2 separate regions of the Drosophila melanogaster genome follow, and region 1 is linked to region 2. A link is a contact called in public Hi-C data. All regions are on one chromosome and are shown on one strand. The core of a region is the stretch at or near the end of the contact, and the rest is flanking DNA. Distances in the headings are between cores, read along the strand shown.

Evidence for each region. A called contact is a pair of places that touch in the nucleus more often than the background predicts.
Region 1: a contact with region 2 is called in a Hi-C map of the Kc167 cell line, with 2.0 times the contacts expected there. A contact is called at or near these places in 2 of 107 Hi-C or Micro-C datasets (the Kc167 cell line and wing imaginal disc).

What each region holds. Positions count from the first base shown.
Region 1 is chr3L:21,169,904-21,174,382 of dm6, reverse strand. AsnS (Asparagine synthetase) reads right to left here and starts at 1,265. Exons shown (of 1, transcript NM_206410.2): 1 at 1-1,265. The coding sequence starts at 1,183. It overlaps Ac78C (Adenylyl cyclase 78C), which reads left to right and starts at 2,453. Exons shown (of 24, transcript NM_079470.5): 1 at 2,453-2,731. It overlaps chb (chromosome bows), which reads right to left and starts at 1,530. Exons shown (of 2, transcript NM_168882.2): 1 at 1,338-1,530.
Region 2 is chr3L:20,399,560-20,404,087 of dm6, reverse strand. trbl (tribbles) reads left to right here and starts at 2,479. Exons shown (of 2, transcript NM_079933.4): 1 at 2,479-3,662. The coding sequence starts at 2,833.

The DNA of each region.
Region 1 (4,479 bases), core at 16-2,515, 770 kb before region 2:
TGGCCCGCAAACAATCGGATAAATGCAGCTGGCGCACTCTCTTCACCAGCTCCTCGTGGAAATCGTTGTAGCTTGGGGCCTTGTGGAAGTATAAATACCCTCCAAAGATCTCATCGGCTCCTTCGCCGGAGAGGATCATCTTGATGCCTGTGCTCTTGATATATCTAGCTAGTAGCAGCATGGGCAAACTACATCTCACTGTGGTCACATCATAGGTTTCAAGGTGGTAAATAATATCCCTAATGCCATCCAGAGCTTCGTCGATCTCGAATATGATCTCCTTGTGATCGCTGTCTATATATTTGGCCACACTCCTGGCCGCCTGGAAGTCGGGTGCATCCCTTAGACCCACAGAGAATGTTTTCAGCCGGAAGTTGGGATCCCGTTCGCGCATTATCTTCGTGGCTATGGAGGCTATAAGACTGGAATCCACTCCGCCGGATAGCAGGGCTCCCATTTGAACATCGCACTGCAGATGACTGCGCACGGCAAACTCCAAGTTGGCTCGCAGTAGGGATAATTCGCAGGTTTGTGTGGGCACCTCCTTGATCCAAGACTGCTGAAACTGCCAGCATGTTTTAAAGTCACCAACTTTACCGAAACGAGCCTCGCCAGGTGTGAAAGTCTCCACTTTGGAGCAGGTATCCACCAGGCACTTCATCTCCGAGGCCACCCAAAGGTTTCCCGACGCATCCTCACCCACATACATGGGTATAATGCCAAAGGGGTCTCGGGCAAGAAGCACTTCCTTGGTCTTCCTATCGTACAAGGCAAAAGCAAACATTCCAGTGATGTATTGCAGAAGATCCTTTCCATAATCCTGGTACAGTTCCAGTATCACGTGGCAATCGCTCATGGGGTTGTAGGAGCCACGCTTTTTCGCAATCTCAGCCGAAAGCTCCAGATAATTGTAGATCTCTCCATTGGCCACCAGGATGAGGTTACCATCTTCAGAGACGAAGGGTTGGTCGCCCATTTCCACGCCAATGATTCGCAGGCGTTCATGAATCATGGCCACCCCTTCCAAGGAATTCACATAGACCCCCGTGGAATCTGGACCCCGATGCCGATGCTTGCCACTCTGTCGATAGGCCAGTTCCCTTAAACTGTGTTTGCTTCCATGGAGGATTTGCGTGGGTATCGGCTCCCCATCCCTCGAAAATATGGCAAAAATTCCGCACATTTCTCGCTTATCTTTGCAGTAATTTCAACTGTATTTTTTTTTAACGAAGCGGCCCGCACTTTGCAAAGTCCGAAAACTGAATGAAGCTTTTCAATGGCGTGCACTCTTATTTATGGCCAAAGCTCTCTAGATTTAATTTCATTTTTATACTTACTCTCGTCAACAGAGCTTATTTCCACGTGCAACTAGTTCCTTCACCCCGTTTCTAGAATCCTGAGACACATAAATGTTGGTAGGTAACAGCTCCCTGAGATTAGGGCTCTTATCAAAAATTACTATTGATGAGCGGCCATTTAGTAATTTGTGCTAATCTTATCGGAAGGAGAACAGCTGTCAGCAGCTTAAAACTTGATAACGAATAGACGGTAAACATTTTAGGTTTAGCTATGTGCATTTTTACTCTCTAAACGCGCTCTGAAACTGAAACTCACAGCTGATTTTTCTTTATCAACGATTTCGTCATCCAATTTACTCTACTTTTGGGGTGGTTAGACTGCTCAGAAATTAATTAACAAAAATATTTTGTAATCTTCCATGTGCTTAATTATACATCTCCCAATATGATTTCTTTTGGAAAGAGTTTTAAAAATTAGTATTAACAAATAAATAAGATTAGATGCCGTTTATTAAATTATTGATAGTGTATCTGCAGAGTAGCATATATCAAAGTGAGTTGTTTCTCGATTTAATGTTGGCTTCATGCCAGGGTTAAGAAAAGTGTGAATTCGGAGAACAGACCGGTTTTTTATCAGTTCCTTAAAAAATTCGTTTGGAATGAGAATATACAAATAGTTTTAATAGCATCAATAGCAAAAATACATTAATTCATTGAATAAATTGCCGTAAAATTAATATTATTATTATTTTAGCGGCATTAAAGAAAGCTCAGTAACATCTGTTTACTATCTGCATTAACAGAATGTTACCGAAAAGCTCCCCGAAATACAGCCCGCTGTTAACTAACATGGCGCCGCGCCAACAGGTGGTTTCCTATGAACCACGTCGCGTACTTCGACTTCGGTCCATGCGATAAATATGTCAAGTAGCCGCAGATAAACAGAAATCTCCCGTGTTTAATTATGCAGACGTTTTAATTACGCATCTAACACTGACGAATTTGTACAGTGATGTCATACTACATATTTGGATGGTGCGAGCTTCTGTAAATAACCGAGATTTATAACCCGAGGTTCGCGAATCCGCTCCTGGAATTCTGTCGTGCGCGCTTGTTGCTTCCAAGTCGTTTTGTCGGCAACGAACGGCCTTTCAATTCAGTTGCCGATGGAACGCGACACTGTGCGGCAGGAAGTTGCGTATACGACGCATTGTCACTCGGCTAGCGACGTGGATCGGAAGTCCTTTATATGGGCGAGCGCTCCTCGATATCAATTTCCCTTTCGAAAATGCCCGTCAAGGTGCTAAGTGCGCGTAATTAGTCGAAATTCAATCAATTCAAAAGAATCTTAAATTGAGTTACGTCGACGAAATGGAGGCTGGTAAGCCAAAATGTGCAAAGTGAATTTTCGTGGGCAATCACCGCCGAAAATTGTGCGTAAAAAAAGTAATCAAAAGTATCAGCTCAATCATTTTATGACTTTAAGATGATAGTCAATCAAGGAGTCCTTAAAAATGTATTTAAAATGGAAAATAAATTAAGAAAAAATCAATCTTGGAATTCCGAATCGAATCAGAAAAATTTAGCCCTCTTTGTTAACCAAAAACCATAAAAACGGACACAACTTTCAACACGAAAAGTGAAGGTAATTTATGTGCTTCTCAAAAATATCAAATCAAAATCAAATAAAATAAACTTTTTACTGGTACCGAGCCCGAAAATCGAAGGGAATCGAGCGTGACCTATTACTGTCACGTCCGTTTCCGGAATTCCGAGTGAGGTGGCCAAAACACGGGCCCCAACTTTTGGGTCACGTTCGCTGGCTGAACGAATTCAAATGGCCCAAGACCCATTTACCAGATCCAGATGTGCATTGCCATAAAATCGCTGACAGATAGAGCAACTGCCAAGTCGGGGCCAATTAATTGAAAAGTTTCTACGCCGCCAAAATCAAATCAACAATATTTCCCAAGTATTTTGGCTTGAAATTCGAAGTGGAAGTTTTTAACAATGTTATTGGCGGTGGGAAATGGGCACTGCACTGCTACAATTATATTTAATTAAAATTTTAGTTCGTTCTAAAAATTTAGTCATAATATTTTATGAGTAACTTTTGGGAGTATTTTTCAATTTTCAACGCTCAAAATTTGCCCTTATCGCACATAATTATTAACTGAGTCATATAGTATTAAAAATAATAATTTTTTGTTCAAACGTTTCTACATTTGTAACTCATTTTAATTTGTTCAATAGGTCTGTAATATAACATAGGATTGAGTCCTTTCTTTCAGTGCACTGTTGTGGCTTGTTGTTGTGTGATATGCTGTAAGGATACGGATACGGATGCGACGGAAATGGATAACCATGTTGTTTGCAGTCGGCGGAAATCAATTCGCATTACTGCAGCCTCAGTGAGCTGCCCAAAAAACTTTGTGCGCAGCGGGCAAAACGCAAATAAATTGGTGGTTTTAAGGACCCACTCGAATCGGGGGATGATTAGACCCTTTGGCCACCTTAAGCCACATCGGGCCACCTATGGCCACCCTTTGCCACCACGCTGGTGTCTAGCCGCGTGGAGTGATTGACCCCGGGGTGACCCTAAAAATAGGAGTGGGCAGCATCCATTCCGACTATTTTTAATCGCCCGCTCGCTGACTGTCACTATCTTTAAGCTCTTAATTATTTTTGTTTTGTTTGGGGTCAGTGTTACGTGACACAAATTTTGTTTTCGGCACTAATAGTTGAATGACCAGTAGCGTAGTCTACTTCTCGGTCCACGAAAAAGGGCCACGCCCTCCCCTAATTGGTGGGTGTGTGTGTGTGAGCGACAGTATGTGCGCTTGTTTGTCATAATCAAATATCTTAACACGCAAGCTCAGACCCTTTCGCCTCTTTCGACCAGGCTTCTGCCCCTTTTCATCAGGACCCTAATGACATGGCCACTAATCGGGGCAAAAGTTGCCACTGCTGCAGTTCTTAATTAGCAATTTGACGCATTATGCCGCCGAGCTTGTTGGCATGTGCGGGCATTAAGTCCAAACCGTCTGCAGGATTAGGACCTGAGAGGTGAAATTAACTGGGCTCCCGGTTGATGAGAATGATGCATAATAAGCGGCTAGTTCCAAGTAGAAAAAACAGGTGGCTTAAAAAAGATACACCTGCCTGGAGGGCGAAAGGTCAG
Region 2 (4,528 bases), core at 1,230-3,729:
CGCAGCCGATGACGCACTGAGTTGTTTTTTTTTTTTTTTTTTGCTTGGAAGAGAAATCTGGATTTCATGCCAGCTTGGCAACAACAAAGTAGCTCGCACAATGGCAAAAGCACGCTGAAATTTTAGAGCAGAAGAATCCGCGAGTGTCGGAAAGGTCGGCTTCATCCGAATGTTCGAATTTAAATTTAAAATGTAACGTACTCTTGGTGGGGCTTGGGGCACAGTGGTTCAAAGGAATGGGTTACGGTTACATGTGAAATTATTTCACAAGGCGATTATAATCAATACTGTTCAACATCATAGTGCGTCATTTCAAATTTCAATGAAATATGTTTGTATAATCTTCCCACTGCAAACTGCAGTTAAAACTTAATCATCATTGCGGACCATGGTGAAACTCAAAAGCGATTTACTGGAATAAAGGTTGTTTGTGTTCACGTATATTTACGTGATTATTGCTAAAGAATATGTATATTTCCCGTACATACACTTTTCATATCAAAATGATCAGGCCTATTTAATCGTATAAGTGAGTGCAGTGACCAGAGTGAAACATTAATTGCTTGCAAATAAGTATGTCGTATGCAAATAAAATATTTTTCAAATTCAATTTGATGTCGCCACCCCTATAATTTCCCCCCTTTTCGGTTGCATTGGTGTCACGGTACCAGTATAATTCTCGTTTCAATCTTCCTTTCGAGAAACAGATGCAAGACTTTGGAAAAGGGACGGGCGAAAAGAGAGGTTTGTTGGTGTTATTTGTTCTGTTCGCGATTTTCGCATTCGTATTTATCGGCTACTTCGTGGGAAGAAGAAGCAAAGACGGACGTTGCGTTTCAAAAAGAGCGTTACAATATGAAGAATTCAATCGAAGAGATCGGTGAAAACCAATGGACGAAATACAAGCCTGCATAAACAGTTGCGGTGAAAATATTAGTATTCAAAATCCCAGTATCCCAGAATGAAAAAATTCAAAACTAAATGAGTTATATCTAACCTACAATTGTACCAATTCTATCAACGATTTTAAAAATACATTTTTCAGGTCTTTTAGTCCAACAATTCGGTCTTAAAAATTATATTTAAAGACCCTCATTTCCAATTACTAAAGATTCGATTGCGATAGTTCCTATTATTGTGACCGCGAATGTGCTCCTGTGTATCCTCAGACGGATGTCTTTAGTGGGAAATCACCTTGCGCCAGCTGCAACTGCAACTGCATCGCATGTACAGCCCTGCACCGATGCACTATATCTGCCATATAGTGCTTAGGGGTGGAATAGTGCAGCTGACATATGTATGTAGGAATCTACCTGCGACATAATGCCGCTCGGTGGTTCTTACCTGCTCCTTGAGGATCTCGGATAACTGCCTTCTGTTGCTGTCGTAATTCCTGCGTAGCCCAGTGATCCTCGTTTCGGACAGCTGCAAAAATCATGAAATCGTCTGCACCGCGAGGTAAACAGCAAGGTAAATCCACATACACACACACAAATGAGTAATGATCTCGCACAGGAAAAAATTCAATGATCGATTTGGATCCAAGAGATTGAAGCGTTATTTGAAGATTCGAGTTTGGGAGCATTTATTTAAATTCTAGGATTTACTAGAACTATGTTTGTACATCTGAAATGTCCATCTGTGGTCATATACTTAGGGATATAAGAGATCTTAATCTGGAGTATTAAGAAGACAAATTTCTTAATTTTAAATTTGTATGTATATTAGGATATTAAAATGTTTTATGTTTTATGTTTTTTTATAATAATAGTAGTTTGCAAAGCAACTACTCAAAAACTGCACATCATCATTGAATTTGGTTTAAAAATTTCGTAACTATGGGAAAACAAATAATTTCAACCAAACTTGTAAAATATTACCTTATCAGAGCAGGAGAAAACCTTAAGTATCCAAGCCAAGAAACCACAAAAGATATTTTCGAGTTATAGAGATGGTTATACGGGTGTTTCTGCCTTCGATATCCGTACCCGTACTCAATAAAACAAAATCGAAGTTCAAGCTGACTGTACTTTCATTAATTTGATCTTAAAACTGTGGATTTTATCAGTTTACTAACCCCCTCTAATTAACTTATCGCCACGATTTATTGGTGCGCAGATTACTACGTAAAATCGTAGAAGAAAAGTTTAAGGGTTGCTGTGGGTATAGTGTTCATACAGCTACGTATTTCGAATTCAGTTGGAATCGGAATTTCAGCGTTCAGCGCAATTTTTTCAAAAATAACGATGCTCTTGTTCTTTCTCTCTCTCCCAACCATTTGGATTTCAAAAAATAACGACGCTCTCTGGTCTCCCACTTCTCTTTCCATTCCGACCGCATTGAGCTAAATTCCTGCAACGGGTGTGAGCGAGGCAGAGAAGGATCGGTGCAGTGAGAGCGAGCAAGAGGGTGCGAAAGAGAGCCGTTGTATTTCGCCGTTCTCTTCGCTTCGTGCTTCTTCCGACCGCGTGGATGGTCACATTTGAAATTCAAACTGCGGAGAAGACGGTCGCGTTCGTTTCGTTTCGCGAGTTCAGTGAGCAGCGTCCGATTTGTTTTAAAATCGCCGCATTTCGTCAGTACCCGCATTGCAAATGGCCAAACTACCGAAGTAGTAGTAGCCCTGAGTTTAAACGAGAGTTTAAATCGAATTTAATCGGAGACTAAACGGCGCGTCGCTAAATGTCAAAACAATTAACAGCCAAGTACAGCCAGGCTAAAGCGGAGTAACAAAATTAGTAAGAAGAAGCATTAGCAGAGAATAAGACGAAGAAAACGTAGCGAGAGCAAGAACTGTGATAAAGTTAAGTGAAGTGGTAAACACAAGCAAGCATGGATAACAGTAGCGGTCAAAACAGCAGAACGGCTTCGTCAGCGTCCACAAGCAAAATAGTCAACTATTCGTCACCAGTCTCGCCAGGAGTCGCAGCCGCCACCTCCTCATCCTCATCATCCAGCAGCAGCGGCATGAGTAGCAGCCAGGAGGACACCGTACTGGGATTATTTACGCCCAAAAAGGAGTTCCCCAATGCCAAGATGCTGCAGACCATCAGGGAGAAGCTAATGACGCCCGGCGGAGCCTGTGACCTTCTGGCCCTGGGCATCGCAGCGGAACCCACAGACCAGCAGCCCGTCAAGCTCATCCAACAGCGTTATCTGATCAGCGCACAGCCTAGTCACATATCGGCCGCCGTGGCTGCCAAGACTCCCGCCTCGTATCGCCACTTGGTCGATCTAACCGCCTCCAATCTGCGCTGCGTGGACATCTTCACCGGGGAGCAGTTCCTCTGCCGTATTGTAAACGAACCGTTGCATAAGGTGCAACGAGCCTACTTTCAGCTGCAGCAGCACGACGAGGAGCTACGCCGGAGCACCATCTATGGCCATCCACTGATCCGACCCGTGCACGATATCATACCGCTTACCAAGGATCGCACCTACATCCTCATTGCGCCCGTGCCCCAGGAGAGGGACTCCACGGGTGGGGTGACCGGGGTGTACGAGAACCTGCACACCTACATCCGCCACGCGAAGCGACTGTGCGAGACGGAGGCGAGGGCCATATTCCACCAGATCTGTCAGACTGTTCAGGTGTGCCACCGCAACGGGATTATCCTCAGGGACCTCAAGCTCAAGCGGTTCTACTTCATCGACGAGGCCAGGTGAGTTGCGTGTCCAGGTGACACCTTCGAAAAACCCATATACACCAATATACGCCACATATGCCTGACTTATACCAACTCAATTGCATATGGCTGGCTAGTCGGTTTATTTTGCAATTCGATGGAAACTCGTTATGAGCGAGAGATCTTGTTTGTGGTCGTGTGTTGGTGGTGCCACAATTGTTGCTCTTGTTATTGGCCCATGTTGTTGTAGTTGCTGCTGCTGCTGCTGTTGTTGCTTTTGTTTTTGTTGCTGGCGCCGTCGTTGTGGGTAACATTGAACATTTAACAAGTGTTGCAATCGAATCACCAATAGGCCAACAACAACAATTATACTGACAAACCGAATGAACGCAAGGCGTACGTATGTACAGCACAGGGTATAATGGTAGTTTCAAACTAATTTTATAAGTAAAAATATATTCCTACTATGCGAAGCATTGCAAAAATGAATGGGAATAAGATCAAAAATGTTAAATAATTTCAAAGATAAGTTTTTGAAATACACCTATTATTAAACTATTAATTAACATGGTGTATTAGCTTTGTAGCTAAAGAATTATTATTTATGTAATATCATTGAATTGCCATTCAGTGAGCAAGCATATGCCTTATTTTGCAGACCCCGACTGTATCTCTGTGTACATACTCGTACACAAGGGCCCAATGTGCCACACTGATGGCCAAAATGTTGGCTCACTCGTTTTTTCATTACACATTTCGGAAGCTAGAAATTGCCACATTTCAAGAATTGTTCAACATAGCATTTGCAATATGGTTTTGGGGTGGGGATCTGTGGGCCACGTACTCGGCGTTCGCTTGATTTGTCGATTTCCCGTGTGTGAGTTTACAGTGGATGATGAAAT